2 separate regions of the Mus musculus genome follow, and region 2 is linked to region 1. The links are chromatin contacts, called in public promoter capture Hi-C maps. All regions are on one chromosome and are shown on one strand. Each heading gives the region's core, a stretch centred on a gene start, on an enhancer-like site or on the middle of the called end of the contact. The rest is flanking DNA. Distances are from core to core; before and after follow the strand shown.

What was found. Promoter capture Hi-C pulls out the DNA fragments that hold promoters and counts their contacts.
Region 2: a contact with region 1 is called in a promoter capture Hi-C map of second pharyngeal arch cranial neural crest. The contact joins the promoter of Tmem86a here to the promoter of Zfp428 in region 1. A contact is called at or near these places in 3 of 39 promoter capture datasets (cranial neural crest, embryonic stem cells and second pharyngeal arch cranial neural crest).

What each region holds. Positions count from the first base shown.
Region 1 is chr7:24,505,076-24,510,562 of GRCm38.p6, forward strand. It overlaps Zfp428 (zinc finger protein 428), which reads left to right and starts at 2,012. Exons shown (of 3, transcript NM_146183.2): 1 at 2,012-2,361; 2 at 5,471-5,487.
Region 2 is chr7:47,047,215-47,052,701 of GRCm38.p6, forward strand. It overlaps Tmem86a (transmembrane protein 86A), which reads left to right and starts at 3,426. Exons shown (of 3, transcript NM_026436.3): 1 at 3,426-3,587. The coding sequence starts at 3,567.

The DNA of each region.
Region 1 (5,487 bases), core at 762-3,261:
ATCTAGGCAGCAATGGGAACAGTTTCAGAGCCGGACGTGGTGGGATACACCTGGAAGCCCAGCACTCAGCGAGCAGAAGCTCAGGGCAGCCTGCTCTACAGAGCAAGTTCCAGGCCACTCCTAGCTACTTAGCAAGACTGCAAGACTGTGTGCCCCTACCCCCCAAGCAGAAAAGCTTAAAGCTTGCTTTAAATTGTAAAGAGGGCTCTTAATATTTATATGCTTAAAATCTTAAAATTCCAGCCTTCAAGGAGCTGAGGCAGGAGAGTGAGTTTGAGGACAGCCTGGGCTACACATTAGGCTCCTGTTTCAGAAAGAAAGGAAGGTGGGTCAATCAGTCTCCTGTGGTGGTGGCTTACACTTTTAATTCCCAGCACAAGAGGCAAGTGGATATCTGCAGCCAGCCTGGTCTACATAGTAAACTCCAGGCCAGGGTTAAGTAGTGAGACCCTGCCTGAATAAAATAAACACACACACACATACACACTCACGCACGCACACGCGTGCGGCGGTGGGGGGTTGGGTGGGTACTGTTTTATTTTGTTATGGAAATTTTCATGCAGAGTGAGGAGACTTAAAGAACTCCAAAGCCCCAGGCACCCTCCACCCCATTTCCACCCAGAGCGCTGCATTTATTGAGACCAGTGCTGTGTCAATTTCCCTAAATCACTCAATCTGCAGGAGCTGTATCATCAAGGAAGGCCCTTCGGATTGGCATCAATACCAGGAGAGAGTGAGCTCGGAGCAGCAGGGACAAAGGGTTTTCCCGATGAATCGAAAGGCAAGATCAAAGCCTGAGACAGCAAAGGGATTACTGTGTTTGAAGTGCTGGGGATATGGACCAGATAAAACGGTGGGTGGGTCCAGAAGAGGCGTCAGGGACACAAGTTTGACTGGGAGACCAGGTGTGGGAGGTGCATACCTGCCACCCCAGCCTTTGGGAAGCTGAGGCAGGAGAACTGCAGGGAGTTGACGAAAACCACCCGGAGCTAGAGTGAGTTCCAGAATACACAAGGAGACTCTCAGAAACAAAGCAAAACACAACTATTCCTTTTCTGTGGTGTAATGGGACTCTAGAGTTTTAAATTGCTAGTGATAAAAGCATTCGGGAAGGAGAGGGCTGTAGGGATGGCTACAAATAGTCAGCATGAAGTTATGGCCCTTTAAAATTACCCACAGGAGCTGGGCTGGCTGCCATATGCCTGTAATCTCAACATTCAAGAGGTAGCGTTCAAGGTCATTTTCTTCGACCCAGGTGTTGGAGGCTAGCCTGAGCTACATGAGACTCTGCCTCAAAAAAGAAAAAAAAAAGAAAGAAAAGAAAGAAAAACAAAAAAAGAAATAAAAAAGCAAACACCTATAGCAGACTTTCTAATTGTGCTCCACGGAAAAGCTGCCTTGACTCCCTCTAAGAATGCAAGCACTACTTTGCCTCTGGAAATTTGCATCAGCTATTCCCTCTGCTTTTTGGCATTCTACTTGGCTCCAGTTCAGACCTGGCTTAAAAATCAGCCCTTGGAAGCCCTTGCAGAACCTCGAGCTGGGGCAGGCGTTTCTGGCATCCACGGCCTCCTGCCGTCTACCTCTCTCTCTTCCAGGTCTTGACAGTTCTAAGTATTTGTCTAATCAAATGTGGTTCGTTTTCCTTAGACTGGGGGTTCAGATCTCTCGCAACGCAGAAACCACGTGCTGTCCAGGAATTTATCCTAGGTGACAGGGACGTGAACGGGGTCCCAGACCTTCGGTAGTTTCGGGACAAGGTTGCCAGCCCACCACGATTAAGTCTGCAGTCCCCTACACGCATGCGCTTTATTTTTCCAGGTGCCCCCCCCCTCCCCATCCATATGCTAATCACTGCGCTCTGAAGAACAGCCTCTCCCGGGAATATGCAAATCACATCCTCCAGTGCGGGAGGCCTTCCTTTGTCCCGCGCTAGGATTATGCAAATGAGCGAGCCTCCAGCCCGGGGGATCCGGGCCGAGTATTTAGGCCCCCACTCTCCCCCCTCATTCCAAGGCATCCACTATTTATAAGGCGCGTTCGCTCTACCGCGCACGCACGCACGCGCGATTCTTAAAGCTTCTTCACCCTTCGGGCCGCAGACTGTACCAAGTCTAGCGGGGCCGTGAGCGGCAGAGCCCGCCACCCCCGCCGGCGTGAGCTCTACAGCCTTCGCCATCCTCTGAGCCCCTCTTCCCATCGACCTCCGGGAATGGTCCATCTGACCGCGCACGCGCCCCTCGCTCGCCCCTCGCTCGTTCGCCCGTTCGCTCGCCCGCTCGCCTAGCCTCCCGAAACGCAGGCGCAGTGCCCGGGCGTGCAGCCGCCACCGCCGAGCCTGATCCGGGGCCGCCGGCGTCGGTGAGTGTCCGAGCTTGGGGGGGGCCGCGGGGCATGCTGGGAAGCGGGCGATACAGCCCCGCTGCATGACGGGAGCCCGCGGCCGCTTGGCCGAGTGACCGGCCCGGGAGTCCCTTGCTTTCCCCAGCACGCGGCTCGGGACCCAGCACAGCTTCGCCTCGAGGCATTGTGGGAGCCCGTGGGCCAGGCGTTCTGGGCCTGGGGCATTCTGGGAAGGGCCTGGGCTCCTGGAGGGGACTTTTTTTTTTTTTTTTTTTTTTTTTTTCGTCGCACACGCCTTCTGTGAGAAGCCCCGGGGCAAGGAGCGTTTGGGTGCCTGGTGGTCGTTAAAGGCCCGAGGCATCGTGGGACGCTGTCACGGGGCATTGTGGGAGCTGATCTTTATTGTTTGGTACCGGGGTTTGTCCGAGTCCCAGTCCTACCTAGCGTTGTGCGGAAAGGTATCTATTGTGTTCACTCACGCACTGTGAGGCGTATGTGTGGGTGGGGTCCTGGCCACTCTGCTTTTGAGGGAACTGAGGCATACGGTTTCATGTAGCTGGGTTTTGGACCCACAATATCGCGGAGTACAACCTAGAATTTATAATTTACCAAGTGCTGAGTTCGCAGAGGTGCATCACCACGCCCAGCTGGCTTCCACCTGTCCTAATGCTTCCACTTGATATCCGGAACGTTCTGGAAGAAGCTTTATATAATGTGGGTTTGGAGAGGGATGGCTGTCCCCAAGTAAACCCCCAAGAAAAGTCCTAACAATCCTTGCTGTGATGGTCAAGTAGAATAATAGTTAAAGCCCAGTGTGGTGTCACGCGCCTATAATTCCTGCTGGGGCAGGAGGATTCGCTATTCTAGACCTGTTTTTTTTTTTTTTTTTTTTTTCCTTTTGGGGAGGGCATCAGATCTCAAAAAAAGAAGGGGGAGTGGGTTTATGGAATGGCTAATCCTAGGTATTGTTGCATGGAACACATATATTAAATATTTAAAATAGAAACAACCAGTTGTCCTCAGTTTTTCTTTGCTGAATGGTGCGAGTTTTTCCAAAAATAATGTATTACTACAGAATTAGAGGGGCCCAACATCTGATGATTAATCATGAGAGCTCTTCCTTGCCAGTCACTATTTCTCGGTCCTTCAAAGGCCTGATCCAGTATCTAGGTGTCTTTAGTAAATTCCCTATCCAATGATGCCACCTCCTCCTCTTGCTCCAGCCGCATTCCTCCAACAGCAAATTTGACATTTGGGCTTTGAACAGTGTGCTTTCTACCATTGTTTGTGCCCCCAGGCCCTAAATTCAGGCTTTGCCATATTATTAGTGTCCATATCTATTGTCCCCAGAACCTGGGAAGCTGAAGTTGGAGGATTGCAAGTTCAAGGCCAGCCTGGACTGTATAGTAAGAGTCTAAAGGAGAGTGGAAACCGTATTGTTTTTAGTCCTACACTGCCTGGTCTTGCAAGGTCCTGTCACAATGCAGTAGGAGGAAGAAACGTGTGCATTGAGAGAAACAGGAATTATGGGAGCCAAGGAGCAATGTGGATGGTTATAGGTGAGCTTTGCAAGGGTGAAAATAAACACTCTGGATCCACAAAGAGGAAGGAGAAAATTCCAGATGGGAAATGGAGGAGAATGAACTAGGACTGCCCTTCTCTGGCTATAAAAGGCCTTTATGTGGCCCTGCCCCCAACCCCACCAGAAGCCTGGAGAGTTGAGCAAAGGAGTAGAGTCTATGAGATCTCTTCCTTCCTTCCTTCCTTCCTTCCTTCCTTCCTTCCTTCCTTTCTTTTTGTTTTGTTTGTTTGTTTGTTTGTTTTGTTTGTTTGTTTGTTTTTTAAGACAGGGTTTCTCTGTGTAGCCCTGGCTGTCTTGGAACTCACTCTGTAGACCAGGCTGGCCTCAAACTCAGAAATCCACCTGCCTCTGCCCCCAAAGTGCTGGGATTAAAGGCGTGCACCACCACACCACTGCCCGACTCTTTCTTTTTTAAGACAGTGTGTCATTTAGTTCATACGAGCCTCAAATTCTATGTAGCCAGCTCTGACCTTAAACTGCAGATTTACCAGCCTGAGAGCTAAGACTGTGGGTGTAGACTGCCTACTTCTATTCAGAGCATGGCTTTGGATCTTTGTTGAACCACAGTCTGGTGAGGTGGCCAGTGTGAACTTGGACTTTGGACAGTGTGCAGGTCTTCTTCCTTCCTCTTCTGCTTCGAGGGAGCTGTTTCTGTGTGCCAACCAAAGCCTGGACTTGAGAAGGATACAGACAAGAAAAGTTGGGTCCTGTTTGAAGCACTAGGCAGAAAATGACAGATTTGAGTTCAAACCTCAAAAGTCAGCGAGGCTGACTTTTACAAAATTAGGTTGACGTCTAAAACACGCCAGGCACAGTGATGTTCCTGTGATCCTGACACTGGGAGGAAAAGAGGCAGGAAGATCTGGAATTCAAGGTCATCTGAGGCTCCTTAGTAAACCTGAGGCCAGCCTGGGATATATGACGCCTTGCTTCAAACAAGCACAAATGGAAGGGTATGGATTCAGCCCGGTTGGCAGAGTGGGTTGTTTGCCTAGCGTGCCTGACGCCCCACAGTTTGATCTCTAGCATTTGGGAGGTAGATCCAGGAGCATTGGGAATCCAAAGTCAGTCTGGGGTATTTAAAATCCTGTCTCATAAAAAGAAAACAGTTTAAAACATTTCCAGGCTAGCTAGTATCTCAGCTGTACCAAGTATTCTGTGTCCTTAATAGTCAACAATCTGTGACTCTTCTTCCTGGTGGTCCTCCCTCCCTCAGCCCCAGACCTTCCTACAGCTAAAGGGTTAATGTCTGGCACTTAGTTATGATTGGTGACCATACCAATACCTTCCTTTAGATAACTTGGGATGTCTTCTCTCCCTACTTCACTGACTAAGAACCACAAGACAGTCTGTTGCCCAGATAACTGGATTCAAGGCCTCCTGGGGACAAGGTCTGCAGAGTTGAGACTCTGTACACAGTCAAGACAGGACAGAGGCCATCTTTGCCCCACCCCAGCACTGAGCACGCAGTGGTCTTAGAATGGGGACAAGTGTTACGTAAAAATTTATTGAGTCACCGCAGGCCTTTCTTTTCTCCCTGTCCAGCACCCCTCTCTACCTGC
Region 2 (5,487 bases), core at 2,176-4,675, about 23 Mb after region 1:
TTAGGATAAGTTCTTTCTTTGAAGGAAAACACAGTTTTTAGTGTCTGTGTCAGACAAGGCTCAGCAGCATATAACTGAAGAGGATCAATTACTACCTGTAGAGATGTGGGCAGATTAACCAAACTGTTGCTAGTATTTGGTTTTCTTTTCCCTCTTGGAATTATAGAATCCACAATAAAATGGAATGTTCACTGAACAGTGAAGATTTTTTATTCTTGGCCAAGAATAGAAATGGAAGATAAATTTGCAAAGTAGCTGCTCTAACGGCTAATCAGGAAGTTATAGCCATCAGTTAAAAACAAAAACAAAAGCAAAAACAAAAACAAGGGCGGGATAGGCTACTGAAGGACAGAAAGAGTCCTATCTTTTCTGGGGATGAATAGAAAATTTCTGGGAATTCAGATATCCCTATTTTTGTTCCATTTAAAGTTCTTTCTGGTCACCTGTCATGGTGTTGAGAGGTGTCATTTAGCACACTATCATAGGATTGTAAGAAAGTCAGAAGTCACGGGGCAGTCATCTACTATAGATCTTAAACCTGACTGGTTGGTTAGCCACCTGGAGAAGAACTTCTGGCCGTTGGGCATCTTGTCTTCAAAGGTAAGGTTAGAGCAGGGCAGAAATTCAGGGAGTTCAAGCAGGCAGAGTGAGATGAGGATTAGATAGCAAAATCAACCATTGGTCCAGAGACACACTGCCAAAGCCCATTGGTCCAGAGACAACACTGCCCAAAGCCTGAGGTTTTAGGAAGACAGCCTGGAGTTAGCCAGGGAGGAGCATAGTTTCTAGAAACGCCAGATTCTCAGCCTGGTCAGGTGGGCTTTGTCCATGTTTTCCTCCCACCCTGACAGGCTCTCAGCTGAATTCAACTAGAAGTGGGAGTCCTGGGATGCACCGTACTTAAGTCTAGGGCTTGGGCTCCCAGGGCAGAGGGAAGGACCAAGGAAATATCTGGACTGCGTATGGTGACACACATTCAGTCTCAACAGTTGGGAGGCAGAGGCAGCTGATCTCTGTATGTTTAGTGCCAGCCTAATTTACATAGAGTTCCAGGTTACCCAGAGCCATACAGTGAGACTCTGTCTCAAAACAAAACAACAAACAACTCTGAATGGGCAAGAGGGCAGTCTTAGAAGTGGCACGGAGGAGTGGTGCTATGCTTTTGTGGGCCACCTACTTATGTAATTACTTTGCCTACTGGTAGTAAAATCCTGTGAATAACATTTTTAGACCTTTTATTTTTTTGTATCTTTAGGTATTTGTATATGAAGCTTATGACAATTGGTGAATTAGTAGGGCTAAGGTAGGACATTGACTTTCTTTTTTTCTTTCTCTTGTGTAACAGAACCCTGGCTATCTTGGATTCACTATGTAGACCAGGCTGGCCTCAAACTCAAGAGATCCACCTAGCTCTGCCTCCTGAGTGCTGGGATTAGAGGTGTGTGCCACTATGACCAACAACATGTTGGTCTCCAGTAATTTTGGCTGGCCCCAACTATTAAAGTTTACGGTCTCAGGGGTTGGAGAGATGGCTTGGTGGGTTAAAGCACTGCTCTTGCAGAGGACCAGAGTTCTGGTCCCAGCAGAGTTGCCATTCGGGCAATTCACAGATGCTTGTATACCACGTCCGGGAGTTCTGACAACTCTGACCTCAACTACATTCACTCTTCCCCTAGTAAGAGAAATCCTCTTAAAAGTTCACAGTCTCATCTTTATAATTAGGCAAACTAGGGTCCAGAGAAACAAAAATGCCTGGCTTGACTACACCCTTAAGTGACATGGGAAGGTTTGTAAATGCGTGTGGTGATTTTATAACCTGTTGATGGGAGACTGAGGCTCCAAAGATGGAGTAGCGTGTGCCCAATTACACCACCAGTAAGTCCCAGGCAAGGAGGGGCCAAGTCCGTGTTGCTTTCAGTTCAATGTTCTTTCTGAGCAACACATTTGGTAATAGTGTATATGACAAAGCCTTGGGGGCAGCCATTCTCATTGCTCATTCAGATAATGTAGGTGAGAAGCTGCTAACTAGGAAAAAACATGAGTGTGCCTAGAGATTAGGCATGTGACTCCCCTCCCTCAAACCTTGACTCTCACCTTTTTTGGATGACATTTGGAATTTTCGGTTGTCAATACTGTCACTAGGAAAAGGGCTGTCCCTCTCTGAGGGGATGTCAGGTCGGTAGTTTAGGGACCAGGATGGCTGGGGAAGGCCTGGAGGGGGAAATGAAGAGAATGACCTCAGGAAGAGCTCACTGGAGAGTTCAGTATGTGTCTCTCCCTGGCCAGCACGAGGTTGGGGTCTAGTATACAGCCCTGTATCCCCATCTCAGGAGTGGCCAGCGTTCTTTGCCTTTCCAACCGCTGAAAGCTTTGTGTATATTACAGACCACATTCCTACCCTTTTGGATGTATTTGGAAACCTGCATCCCCATGTAGCCTGCTAGATAGACTTGTACTTCCCGAAACCAGGTACCTTTCCCCTTCTTCATCCTACACAACGTGTCTGGATTGAGCAGAGCCTTAGAGGTCACCCATGCATTTTACAGTTGAGGAAATCTAGGCTACAGAGGCAAAGGCTATGGAAGTGGCAAACACAGCCGCATTGCAGTCCATTTGACTCCTTGCCAATCCACCAAATTCTGAACACATACTTCTAAACATGCTTCAAACCACTAGTATTATAACCATTTTATTGTTTTTCTGGCAGCCAGTTTACACGCCTTTGGGTCTTTTGGTCACCGTTGCTGCAGCTGTGAGGGGTGTATGTTCAAGGCAACCTAGTGCCTGTAATTTGTTTACTCATTGCTGTTATGGGGTCCACATACAGGCTGCTGCTTGCTTTCATCGTGTCTTTCATGGTACGGTGAAGGATGATGGTCAACCCACAGCTCCCTTTCTGTAGCTTTATTTGTTTAGTGTACAAGTGTCCACGCGTGCTTAATGCTACTACGAGTCTATATAGTATATTGTGTGCCTGGATACATATCTCTTACCATGCTGAACGTTGAGTGTCTGTTGATCCTCTGTGTCCATTGGGACACATTGGGACATTGTCAAAGACATGTCTTAAAGGAATTGCATCCGCCTAGATGGTATGTTTAAAGGTTGACGAGAATCTGCCTTTGCTTTTTGTTCCGGTGTTAAGAGAAGATGCATCTCGCTGTGCTCCGGGTCAGTGGTGTGCCTGTCTCTTAGCCAGGCTGGCTATCCAACCTTGGGGGTCGCCGTCACGTTCCGGGATGCCCTGGCACGCCTCCCTAAGAGGCGTGGCCTGAAGGCCACGCCCACGCCCGGGGGTGGGAGGATCTCCTTTTCAACGCAGAAACAGAGGGAGCCCGGCCGGCGCCGCCAGCAGGGCTCCGCCCATACGAGGCTTCGGCCCGTTCATTGGCTGGGTCTGTGGTGACGTCGTCGGGTTCACAGACAGTACTCTGAGCGCCCAGCGCGCGGGAGGTATTGTGCTTCACCCCAGCTTTGTTCGGTCGTCTGCTCACCTGGCTCTGGGTGCGTCCTGGTGGTGCAACCCGGAGCGGGTGCCAGCAGCCGCAGCCGCAGCCGCCGCCGCCATGGTGTCTCCGGTCACTGTGGTGAGTGCGCGAGCGCGCGAGCCCGCGGCCAAGCCCCCCGGGCCTGGGACGAGGCAGCGGCAAGCCGGGCCGCCGAGGGGGGCGGAGGAAGGTGCTGTCCCCTCCGGGGAAGCGGCTGCTGTCACGGTTTTTAGCTCCTCACTCTTGTAGCGTCCCTCCTACGCGCGCCCCTCGTCTGCCCGCGGGAGGGAGGAAAACATTGTGCACGTGACTCGGAAGCGTGACTGTTGATCCATGAGTGTCTGGAGCGGGTCTGCAGGTCTTGGCCTGGAACTGGATGCTGCAGGCCCTAGGGTTCTGTGTGGTGGACCCTCAGGGAAGCATTCGAGAGGGTGCAGGGGGGTGCCGACTTCCTGGGAATGCCCCAAGTTTCTCTTAATATTGTAGGTGCAGGAGGTGACGCCTCTGTCTTAGTAACGCTGTTCAGGCGATAGGTGAAGGTGGACCTCTCTCTGTTGACCTGACCTCCTTTCCAGACTTTCTCAACTCCAGCCTTTGAGTTGTCTCTTCACACTTCTAAGGCTGGCTTCTCTGACTGTCATGATTTCACCACTTACTGCCAGTTTCTTCTAGGAAATATGGGTCTGGGGAGTAGGGGGAGGGGGAGCAAAGGTGATGTTTCTGAAGGCTGACAGGTGGAGCTGGGCATGCAAAGGTGATGTTTCTGAAGGCTGACAGGTGGAGCTGGGCATCCCTCCCCCCCCCCCCCCCCCCCGTTTCCTCCCTTTGGCCTTGCCCTCACTCTGACTATCCCTGATAAGGGAGTTTCCATGGGAAGGGAGTGTCAACTCTGCTCCCATCTCTAACCTCTGGAAAAACAAGAGCAGGCTTGTACTCTGGACCCACTATATGTCTCTTCTCTACCCTTTCCTAGTTGCATCAGGTACCTGGTTGCCAGGGGATCTAAGTGTCTTGTCCCTTCAGAGTCCTGTGTGGAGTGGCTTGCTCACACACAGTCAGAGCACTTTTGTTGGAGTATGGGTCTATAGGGAACCTCAACTGCTCCAATTCATGCTCAGAAACCCTGAACTTGCAGGCCAGGGGAAGGAGCTTCGGGAGACCACAGAACATCTGCAGAATCTCCTCCCCCTGCTCAGACTCTGCCTGCAGTGGCCTTGAGTAAAACCTTTCTTTAGCTGCCCTCCCCCTAATCCAGCTGAGACCCAGTCAGCTGGCCAACTTCCCCCTCTCAGTTCCCCATCTCCTCCCAGCCTGTCTGCTGGCTCCAGATCAGAAGCCCTCCCCACCCCCCTTCCTGTCTCTGGTGCCTCAAGTTGCTCTTGTTCTCTGGGAAAGAAATGGCCAACATCCCCTTTTCCTAGCCTGGAAACCTCTGGCCTTTCAAACACTGTTTCTTCTCCCAACACAGATCTAGTTCTCTTCCCAGCATCCCTAGCACCTCTCTTTGTCCTTGATGCCACCTTTAGTCTGACATAGGTAGAGTGGAAGGTCGGGGCGGGGGCAGGCAGGACAGAAAGCTTGTGGGGTGGAGGTACTGTCACCCCTACATTCCTGACACTCACCTGGTGTTGCCAGGGCTTTAAGCCCGAGTCCTGGCTCTAAAGCTTGGGTCATGAGTTGGCCAGTCAGTGCATTTCTGTGGTTTCCCTGTGACCTTACTCCAGTTCCACACAGCTGGGAGCTTAGGCTGACAGGGAGAGGTGGTAAGGGGTGCCTGGAGAAGGGGAGAGCAGAGAGCCAGGAGGGAACAGGGCTGGGCTGCAGAAAGGAGTATCCTAATCGGCACTGTTGGCTCAGTGAGTGACGACTCTGGCCAAGTTCCAGGACCTACAGTGGACCAGAGTGACTGGACAGTGGAGCCCTTGCCTGTCCTGGTAAATTGAGCCTCAGGGTGATAATGGCTTTCACATCCTGCTGGCTGCTTGGAGCCAGACAGGCT